3 separate regions of the Zea mays genome follow, and regions 1 and 3 are each linked to region 2. Evidence: chromatin contacts called from public Hi-C data. All regions are on one chromosome and are shown on one strand. The core of a region is the stretch at or near the end of the contact, and the rest is flanking DNA. Distances in the headings are between cores, read along the strand shown. Region 1 holds the start of LOC103630811 (pentatricopeptide repeat-containing protein At3g53170). Region 2 holds the start of LOC100283968 (ATP binding protein). Region 3 has its middle 14 kb from the start of LOC103630728.

Region 1 (2,713 bases), core at 63-2,562, 160 kb after region 2:
CTCCATCTTTTCGATGTCGCCAGCACGTCCGAAACACTCTATTACTGTGTTGAAGGTAACGGCAGTTGGTGAGAAGAACCGTTTCTTCATGTATCTGAATATCGACATCATCTTGACATACATGCCAGCCTTACCATAAGACCTGATCATGATGTTGAACGTCTTGGTATCTGGCTCAACACCCATCAGCTGAAACTCACTGTAACTCTTCTCCATCTCATCTGTTCTTCCATGGTTGCCATACGCCCCGACGACGGAGTTCATGGTGTAAATGTCCGGCACATTGCTACCACTCTCAAGCATGGTGGAGAGCGCACCCTCCATCTCCTCGAACATGGCGGCCTTGCCGTACCCGTCAATTATCGCGTTGTGGATAACCGAATTGCATTCGATCCCCAGGTACGACATCTCGTCGAGAACGGCAGGGATCAGATCGAAGCGGCGCGACTTGGCGCAGCAATCAACGAGGACGGAGAAGGTGTACCCGTCCGGCTTGCAGTCAGCGGCGCCTTTCATCTGCTCGACAGCGGCCAGCGCGTGCTCCAGCAAGCCGCTGTAGCCGTACGCGCCGATAAGCGCCGTGTACACGTCTGCCGTCGGCCGGAGCCGCTCCGAGAGCATCTCCCTGAAGAGGCCGGCGGCGGGACCGGGCTGCCGGCACTTGCCGAGCATCATCAGCAACCGCGCGTAGGTCTGCGACCTCGGCTCGTACCAGTGCTGCTTCCGCAGCAGCTCGAAGATCTAGTGGCAAGGAAAGCAAGAGAGAGGTAAGAATCGTTGAGGAATGAAGAAGGAAGGCCCTCCGCGTGGAGGAAAGGGGGGAAAGCGGAGGGAGGGAGGGGACCTCGAGGGCGGACTCCCAGCGGCAGGCGGCGACAGCGGAGTCGAGGGCCTCGAGGACGGCGCGGGGCCAAAGGTTCGTGGACTGCTGCCGCGCGGCCGCAGCCTTGCGGGAGACGCCCGAGATGGCGGCCTCTGTGCGGAGGATGCGGGCGAGGGCGTCCGGCTGCTCGTACTCGGCCTCGGTCTCGCGGGTGGACGGGGACGAAGACGGTTTCTGCCGCCGACGCCGGCGGCCGGTGCCGCGTCGGGCAGCAGGCACGACAGGCGCACGGCTGGCGCGGGGAGCCGCGGCCGGGGAGCTGGTGGGCGGGAGCGGCGTCGGCAGGTTCATGGCGCTACGGGGACCTGGAATCGCTGGATGAGATAATTCAGTTCCAAATAGTGAAACAGGGTCGATGAGCGGCGAGACAAATTCAGCAGGGCCGTGGATTTGCTGGACGCCGGAGCGGCGTGTGCCGTCGCAGAGTGCGAGTATGTGCTTGGTAATTTGGTATGTTACGGCTTCATGTAGTCCATTTTAACAAAAAAAAACAGTTCTATTTTTTTTAAAAAAAATACTAGTCAGCCGATTTAGATCTATAAAATTTAGGGTCTGTTTGTTTACCCTCTTGATTATATAATCCAGCTTAAATAAGTTAAGTGATAAACAAACAATCCACATACTATTAGGTAGATTACGTAATCAAGATATTTAGATTATAATAATACACAAACAAATCAGCTTATATAATCCATAAGCTGAATTATATAATCTCATAGGGAAACAAATAAGGCCTTAGATTCGCTACATTGATAAATTAGGAAATAGATTCACCATTTTGATGACATTTTATAAGAAATGTTGTTTAGGAACTAAATTCAAATTACATTGATAAATTAGGAAATAGATTCACCATTTTGATGACATTTTATAAGAAATGTTGTTTAGGAACTAAATTCAAACAGTGGAGCTGAATTATATAATCTCATAATGTTTGTTTCAAATTCATGTGGATTGAGGGAAAACAAATCCACTACTAGTCAAAATTTACCTCGATCCACTCCAATACCTCTCAATCCACATGATTATGGGATGAAACGAACAAGACAATGTGTTAACTCTCCAATCTCCATGCTTGTTTGATCTCATTACAAAATACGCTGAACACAGCTGAAAGCCCGGCACTACATCACAGTTCACCAGCCTAAAAACTGGGAATGCAAAAGGTTCGGTGTAAAAGTTTGTGACAGCCATTACATTTGAAGTATCAGCAGCACAGGTCACTTGGCATACTTAAAAAAGACAGGCAAGGTGTCAACGGCAAGCAATCCATTTAACCAATTTCTTTGAGATGCAGAACTTTTGTTCCAATCAACAACGGTTACCAGCATCACGTTACAAGACAGCATTCAGACATATACTCGGAACAGTAACTCTTACGCAGACACACGGCTGCTCCGGGTACACTTGGCACGGCAAAATCATGTTGCTTACCACTTCCTCCTACTGGGTTCTTCCGAATCGACTGGCTACAAAAGATTTAAAGCATTGGTTATAATTATAAGTAATAGAATTCAAAGATGATTGAGAATCAGATGTAGCAAGCCGATAAGTATGTGCTTTTAAAGTTATGCCACTGAACGTCCATTTTCCTTCACATTTCGGTGTATTCACTCTGCAATTAAAGCATACAACTTCACGGAATTTCCTTACCTAGTATTGGTCATAACCATGGCTTCTCCTCTTATCATAGCGGTCATAAACAGGGCATCTGCCCTGTCGTTAGATCTGGGCATAAAACCCGAGCCCAAAGCCCTAAACCCGAAATAACCGAACCCGTACCCGTTTAGTCCGAAGCCCGTTACCCAAACAGATCCAGCGGGTAACGAA
Region 2 (2,700 bases), core at 139-2,638:
TCGTGTTCCGCCTGTGCGCCGGGTTCCGCGGCGGCGCGGCGCCTCCGGACGCGACGCGCTGGAGCTTGGTGATCACGCTGCGGAGCGCGCGGCTCGGGGACGCGCGGTTGGCCAGCATGATCTCGCCAAGCTCGGCCGGGCTGAGGCGGGCGCCGGCGGCGTGGAACCCCTCCTCCACCTGCGGGTACAGCTTGTGGTCCTTGAGCCCCAGGTAGTTGCTGGCCAGCGCCTTGAAGGCCTCGAAGTCGCAGAGCGTGAACTGGATGTGCACGTCCAGCCGGCCCGGGCGCACCACCGCGGCGTCCACGGCGTCCTTGCCCCCGCGCATGGTGAACACCATGACACGCTCCTCGCCGCAGCACGACGCGATGCCGTCCATGAAGCTCAGCACCCTGGCCGCGCGCGCCTCCGCGTCCCCGCCGCCGCCCTGCAGGTACCGGTCCAGGTCCTCGACGAGGACGAGCGAGCGCGGGGTGGTGTGCAGGAGCAGCGCGCGGAGGTCGTCGCCGGCGGCGTCGGCGCGAGACAGGTCGACGTCGTAGACGTCGTAGCCCAGGAACCTGGCCATGGCCGCCGCGAACGTGGACTTGCCGGTGCCCGGCGGGCCGTAGAGGAGGTAGCTCCGGCGCCAGACGCGGCCGAGGCGGTGGTAGTAGGCGCGGCCCTTGAGGAAGCTCTCGAGGTCGGCGCGGACGCGGGCCTTGAGGTCCGGGTCCATGGCCACGGCGTCGAGCGTGGCCGGGTGGGTGAAGGGCGCCGACGCCCAGCGCGGCGCGCCCGTGGTCGCGTCCACGGCGGTGTTGGCGAAGAGGCGCAGCTCGCGGCGGCGCTGCTCCATCTCCTCTGCCACGGACTCCACGTGCTGCAGGTAAGGTCGCAGCACGCGGGAGCGGTCGTGGCGGCGCACGCGCAGCACCAGGCGCTCGCCGCCCGCGCTGGTCCACGCGAGGCGCGCGCCAAGGTACGTGTCCCTCGCGGTGTGGCCCGGGCCGAGCTGCAGGGACAGCCCGCCGTTGGTCCTTGACGCCGACGACACCACGCACGCAGCGTCGGCGTCCTCCAGCGACGGCAGCGCCGCCACGTACGCGGCGACCTTGCGGAACAGCGGGTTCTCTGCGCCGTCGCACCCGCACTGGGCCCCGGCGAAGCGCGGCACCTCGTGGTACTGGTACGCCTGCGCCCACTCGTCGGCGCACCGCCACAGGCGGCGCAGCGCGTAGAGCGCCGACTTGTAGGACAGCAGCAGCCGCAGCGCCGCGAGCGCGAGGGCGGCGTACGCGAGCATGCCGCCGTGCGGTGGCATGGCGGGCGGCTCCCTGTGTCCGTGTCGTGGTCGTGGATGCCCTGGCCTCGTCCTGTTGCCGATGTGAGAGGTAGGGCTTTATTATCGTTTGTAGAGGAGGGAGGTGGTTGCTGAAATGCTCTTTGACGAGAGCAATGGCGGTCAAAGAAGGTGGATAGAAAAGCTTGGCCGCAGGCAATCAGGCGCAGCCTGCGTTTGACTTCTGAGAACCATTGGGCCCGGCGTTTCAGATTCCCAGTTCCATGAACGACGGAATCGGCCCAAAATGGAACAACTGGAAGAAGAAAAAAAAAACTGATTTAAAAATTTCGTGCCGTTTGCTAGACTTGAAACCTGACGAAAAGATGCACTGTTTTTTCTTTATCGGCGACAAATTCACGGTGAAAGTCTACTGTATAGAAACGTCGCCCTGATGCATTGCAGAGTGGTTGTGATGGGTGTATCTAGTCATCGGACGCCGCCACGTGGCCTGACATTCAAGCTCATGAGTCATGCCGTGTGTGTTTTATTTGAAACCATTGAGGTATATTTGCCGTGTGGTTAAAACCTACTCGCTCCATTTGAGAATGGAAAAGTATACATACATTGTTAGTCAATACAAGGCTTACGTCACGTTCCGGTCTTCATCTTTTTTTAAATTTTTTTTGCATGCTTAGAGGGTGTGTTAGGCTGAATAGATCTTGCTCGTAAACCTTAGCCACCGGATATGTGACGTTGTGTTCTTGAAGAAAAAATACTTGACAAATCACATGATTGTATGGACTGTTGTACATGGTAGAGAGAGAGAGAGAGAGACTGATGGATGAATCATGAATTTATGGCATATCGCCGTGGCACTGGAGCTGCCGATCGGATCGATCGCGAGGGAAGGTCATGGAGTACAATGCGTACTCCACTGTACATGAATTTACATTACTGCTGGATGAATCCGTCCGTCGATTTGATTATGAAATGCTACTACGGCTTTTGGCATCGGCCATCAGGTAGTAGAGTAGAGGGACAGGAGGAGTAGTCTGCAGTCGCCTTCCGGGTCTCCAATGTGCTGCTGACTTTAATCGATTGTTTTGAAAACAAAATATGCGTTGACATTGCCACATCTAGATGATGGAGACATGTGGCATTTCCCGCTAGCTCCGTCGTAGCTCTACTATTGGACTACCTGATTCATCGAAAAAACAAGAATTACATTCTTTCTCTCTGTCTGTCTCTCTGTAACCAAGGGGTGAGTACATTACATTTACATACATCATTCACCAAGGCGCACGGTGATTGTTGGACTACGGGAGTACGGTAGCAAGCGATCAACGTAAGCAACACTCAACAAGCTGTGCAATTGATGAGCCGCCCTGCCCGTTGGACGGCGTACACGTACCTACCAGCTGCTGTAGCAAAAGAGC
Region 3 (2,717 bases), core at 96-2,595, 150 kb before region 2:
TGTCAATTTCTAGAGAGAGCCAAGTTGGAGACGATATAGATGATGGTGGGCTTGACGACCGAACTGAAAGTCTCGTCGAAGTCGACGCCAGGACGCTGGGTGAAGCCACGAAGGACCTAGCGAGCTTTATACCGATCCAAGGTACCGTCAGATAGGAGCTTGTGCTTGAATATCCATTTGCTGGTGACGATGTGGGCGCTCGGCGACCGAGAAACGAGAGTCTAGGTGTTGTTGTGGACGAATGCCTAGAACTCCTCATCCACCGCCACGTGCCAGTGCAGGTTGTCGAGGGCGTGACGATATGTCGAGGGCAATGACCTAGAGCAGTCGAGGCTGAGCGAAGCCACTCTTTGCACGAGTGCGCATCAAGTGAATGTTGACGATGGGCATAGTTGGTACGACACCGTAGGGGAGAGGTACAGGTATAGATATCCAAACGGGCCACCCGGTACGGACCCAGCCCGAACCCGTTTCGGCCCGGTACGAATAGGGTTAGGCCAGGCACGGTCCGTTGATGCTTCGGGCCGGGTCGGACTGGCCCACGTGCCTAGGGACATGCCCGAACCCGGCACGCACAGGGAAAAATCGTGCCGGACCGGCCCGTTGGCCCGGTGGGCCTCAACGTACCGGGCCGGCCACTGGCCCGAACCAACAGTAGAGCAGTATATAAATACATACATTTAACAAAATTAATCATATATAATAACATATTATTTATATATATATATTTATATATATTAAGACAACAAAATTCATTTATCAATTCACAAGATAATATTATATTAATACAAATATGAAATGATCACTCAGTCTGCGTCTGTATTTATGTATGCATTTATTCTGCTTAGAATTAAATGTATCAATATTTATATATGCATTTTATATTTATGTATGCATTTTATATATGTTTGGTCGCGTATTTAGTATTTATATATTATGAGAGAATTAAATGCATGTATTTATCAATGCATTTATATTATGTTTGGTCGGGCTGTTCTCATGCATTTATATTGTGTTCAAATATGCGGGCCGCTGTCGGGCCGACCCATTTATCGTGCCGGGCCGGACCAAAGCACGCGGGCCACCGTATCTGCCCATACCCGGCCCGCTAAACAGGCCGTGCCGGGCCGTGTTTGGACCGGGCTAAATTCGTGTCGTGCCACGGGCCAAACGGGCGACCCGCACTGTTTGGACATCTATAGGCATAGGTACGAGCCGCACAAGGGACCCTCACGGACCGTTGATCGAGTGCTGGAACCTATCCCTAGTGCCACAGTAGTCCAGCAGGCGGCTGCCCAGGGTCTCGAGGCCCATTGGCTATGGGGGTCGGCCCACTCGAGGCGTCTGGTGGAGCAGATGCCAGAGGGTTGCCTGGTGGGCTTGAATGGCGAGGCACAGTTGAAGGCATCCCAGGGGAGCGACCATGTAGGCCATTTGGGCCGGTTGAAGTGGGAGGTGTGGGGGATAGACATCCCCGAGTCCGCATGAACACATAAACACCTCATGAGCCACCTGATGTGCCTCCCGATGGCCTGTCTAGCGAGACATGCTCTCGGGCCACAACCAGGCCGGACGTCCGAGACCGAGTTATGCGCAGACCAAAATGCTAATATCTTGCGCAAAGAGATTGCGCGCACCCAAAGGGCTAAACACTTGGCGCTAACTCGACCGAAGAAGCGACAGAACTACGAATAAACAGGACTGCATGCCACGTTAAAGGAGGATTTATGTAGAGTAGAACTGATCACAACTTGTAAAGGGATAACTCTCTGGTCATCTATATAAGGCCAAGAGGGTACCCCTACGAAAACATCTCTCACCCATCTCATCCGGTCACATCCTAGCACCACCTCATAGCTCATTAGCCTTCCAGTAGCAATCACACGCTGCTAGATCAATAGGAGAACTCATCCTCCACCACCCTCAGCTCGCTTGTAATATGTGAACACCAGTGAAATTTCAAATATACATCCTCAACAGGAAGTAGGGTGTTACGCGTTCTAGCAGCTCGAACCTGTATAAACCCTTGTGTGATCCGATGTGCTCCCGCACGTACCATCGAGTTGTAGTCAACGACGCTGTCCTATTCAAAAGCATCACATGGGGAGTCCCGTGGTGCGTAGTCGGGTCATAAACACCGACATCTGGCGCGCCAGGTAGAGGGTGCGACATTGATCCACAATGACTCCATGGCTATCATCTTCAACACTCCGGTCACCTTCAATGCTGGGGAGGTGTTCCACTTTGGATCCCTCTCCTGCATTGCAGATCAAGAAGGCGTCATGCACCGCATTGTGGATCCATCCGAGAAAAGATCTTCTCCGGTGGCACTAATTGCGGGGGTGGGTTCATCTCGCCTGACTCCAGCGAGGACTACACTAACGAACTCCAAGGCGCGGAAACCTCAATCAACTTCTGCCCCATGCAGGATTGCGCCCACATCGGGCGGACCTAGGGCCATAACAACACATGTGGCTCGACCGACCAAGGCTGCACTCCTGTCACGGCGGTCCCCTCTGTCCACGTCACCCACCCGGGTGTGGACCCAGATCACTCGGTGAAAAGAAGTGGATGGCCCCGGCACTGGTGTGGCCACGGGAACAAGACCGATGACTGTCTCGGCCACTCCGCTCACATGGGAGATGGCCAAAACATGGGACGCAGCCCTAAGCTCTTTATTCCTGGATGTCCTCTTTATCTAGGGAAGAGTAGAGGAT

What was found. A called contact is a pair of places that touch in the nucleus more often than the background predicts.
Region 1: a Hi-C map of leaf shows a contact between it and region 2, with 4 times the contacts expected there. The contact joins the promoter of LOC103630811 here to the promoter of LOC100283968 in region 2. A contact is called at or near these places in 2 of 25 Hi-C or Micro-C datasets (ear and leaf).
Region 3: a Hi-C map of leaf shows a contact between it and region 2, with 4 times the contacts expected there. The contact joins the enhancer-like site here to the promoter of LOC100283968 in region 2. A contact is called at or near these places in 6 of 25 Hi-C or Micro-C datasets (bundle sheath, ear, leaf and 1 more).

What each region holds. Positions count from the first base shown.
Region 1 is chr1:3,435,986-3,438,698 of Zm-B73-REFERENCE-NAM-5.0, forward strand. LOC103630811 (pentatricopeptide repeat-containing protein At3g53170) reads right to left here and starts at 1,313. Exons shown (of 3, transcript XM_008651876.4): 1 at 845-1,313; 2 at 1-741. The coding sequence starts at 1,174. LOC103644382 reads left to right here and starts at 2,555. Exons shown (of 3, transcript XM_020547078.2): 1 at 2,555-2,615. The coding sequence starts at 2,555.
Region 2 is chr1:3,280,761-3,283,460 of Zm-B73-REFERENCE-NAM-5.0, forward strand. It overlaps LOC100283968 (ATP binding protein), which reads right to left and starts at 1,389. Exons shown (of 1, transcript NM_001156866.1): 1 at 1-1,389. The coding sequence starts at 1,303.
Region 3 is chr1:3,128,081-3,130,797 of Zm-B73-REFERENCE-NAM-5.0, forward strand. No RefSeq gene overlaps it. Among protein-coding and RNA genes, the nearest start is that of LOC103630728, 14 kb to the left of the region's middle. Within about 2 kb of position 1,346, at least 18 of the 20 cell types and tissues checked have an H3K27ac peak or open chromatin away from gene starts, as enhancers often do. A contact at or near this core is called in bundle sheath, ear, leaf and 1 more, where this site is marked.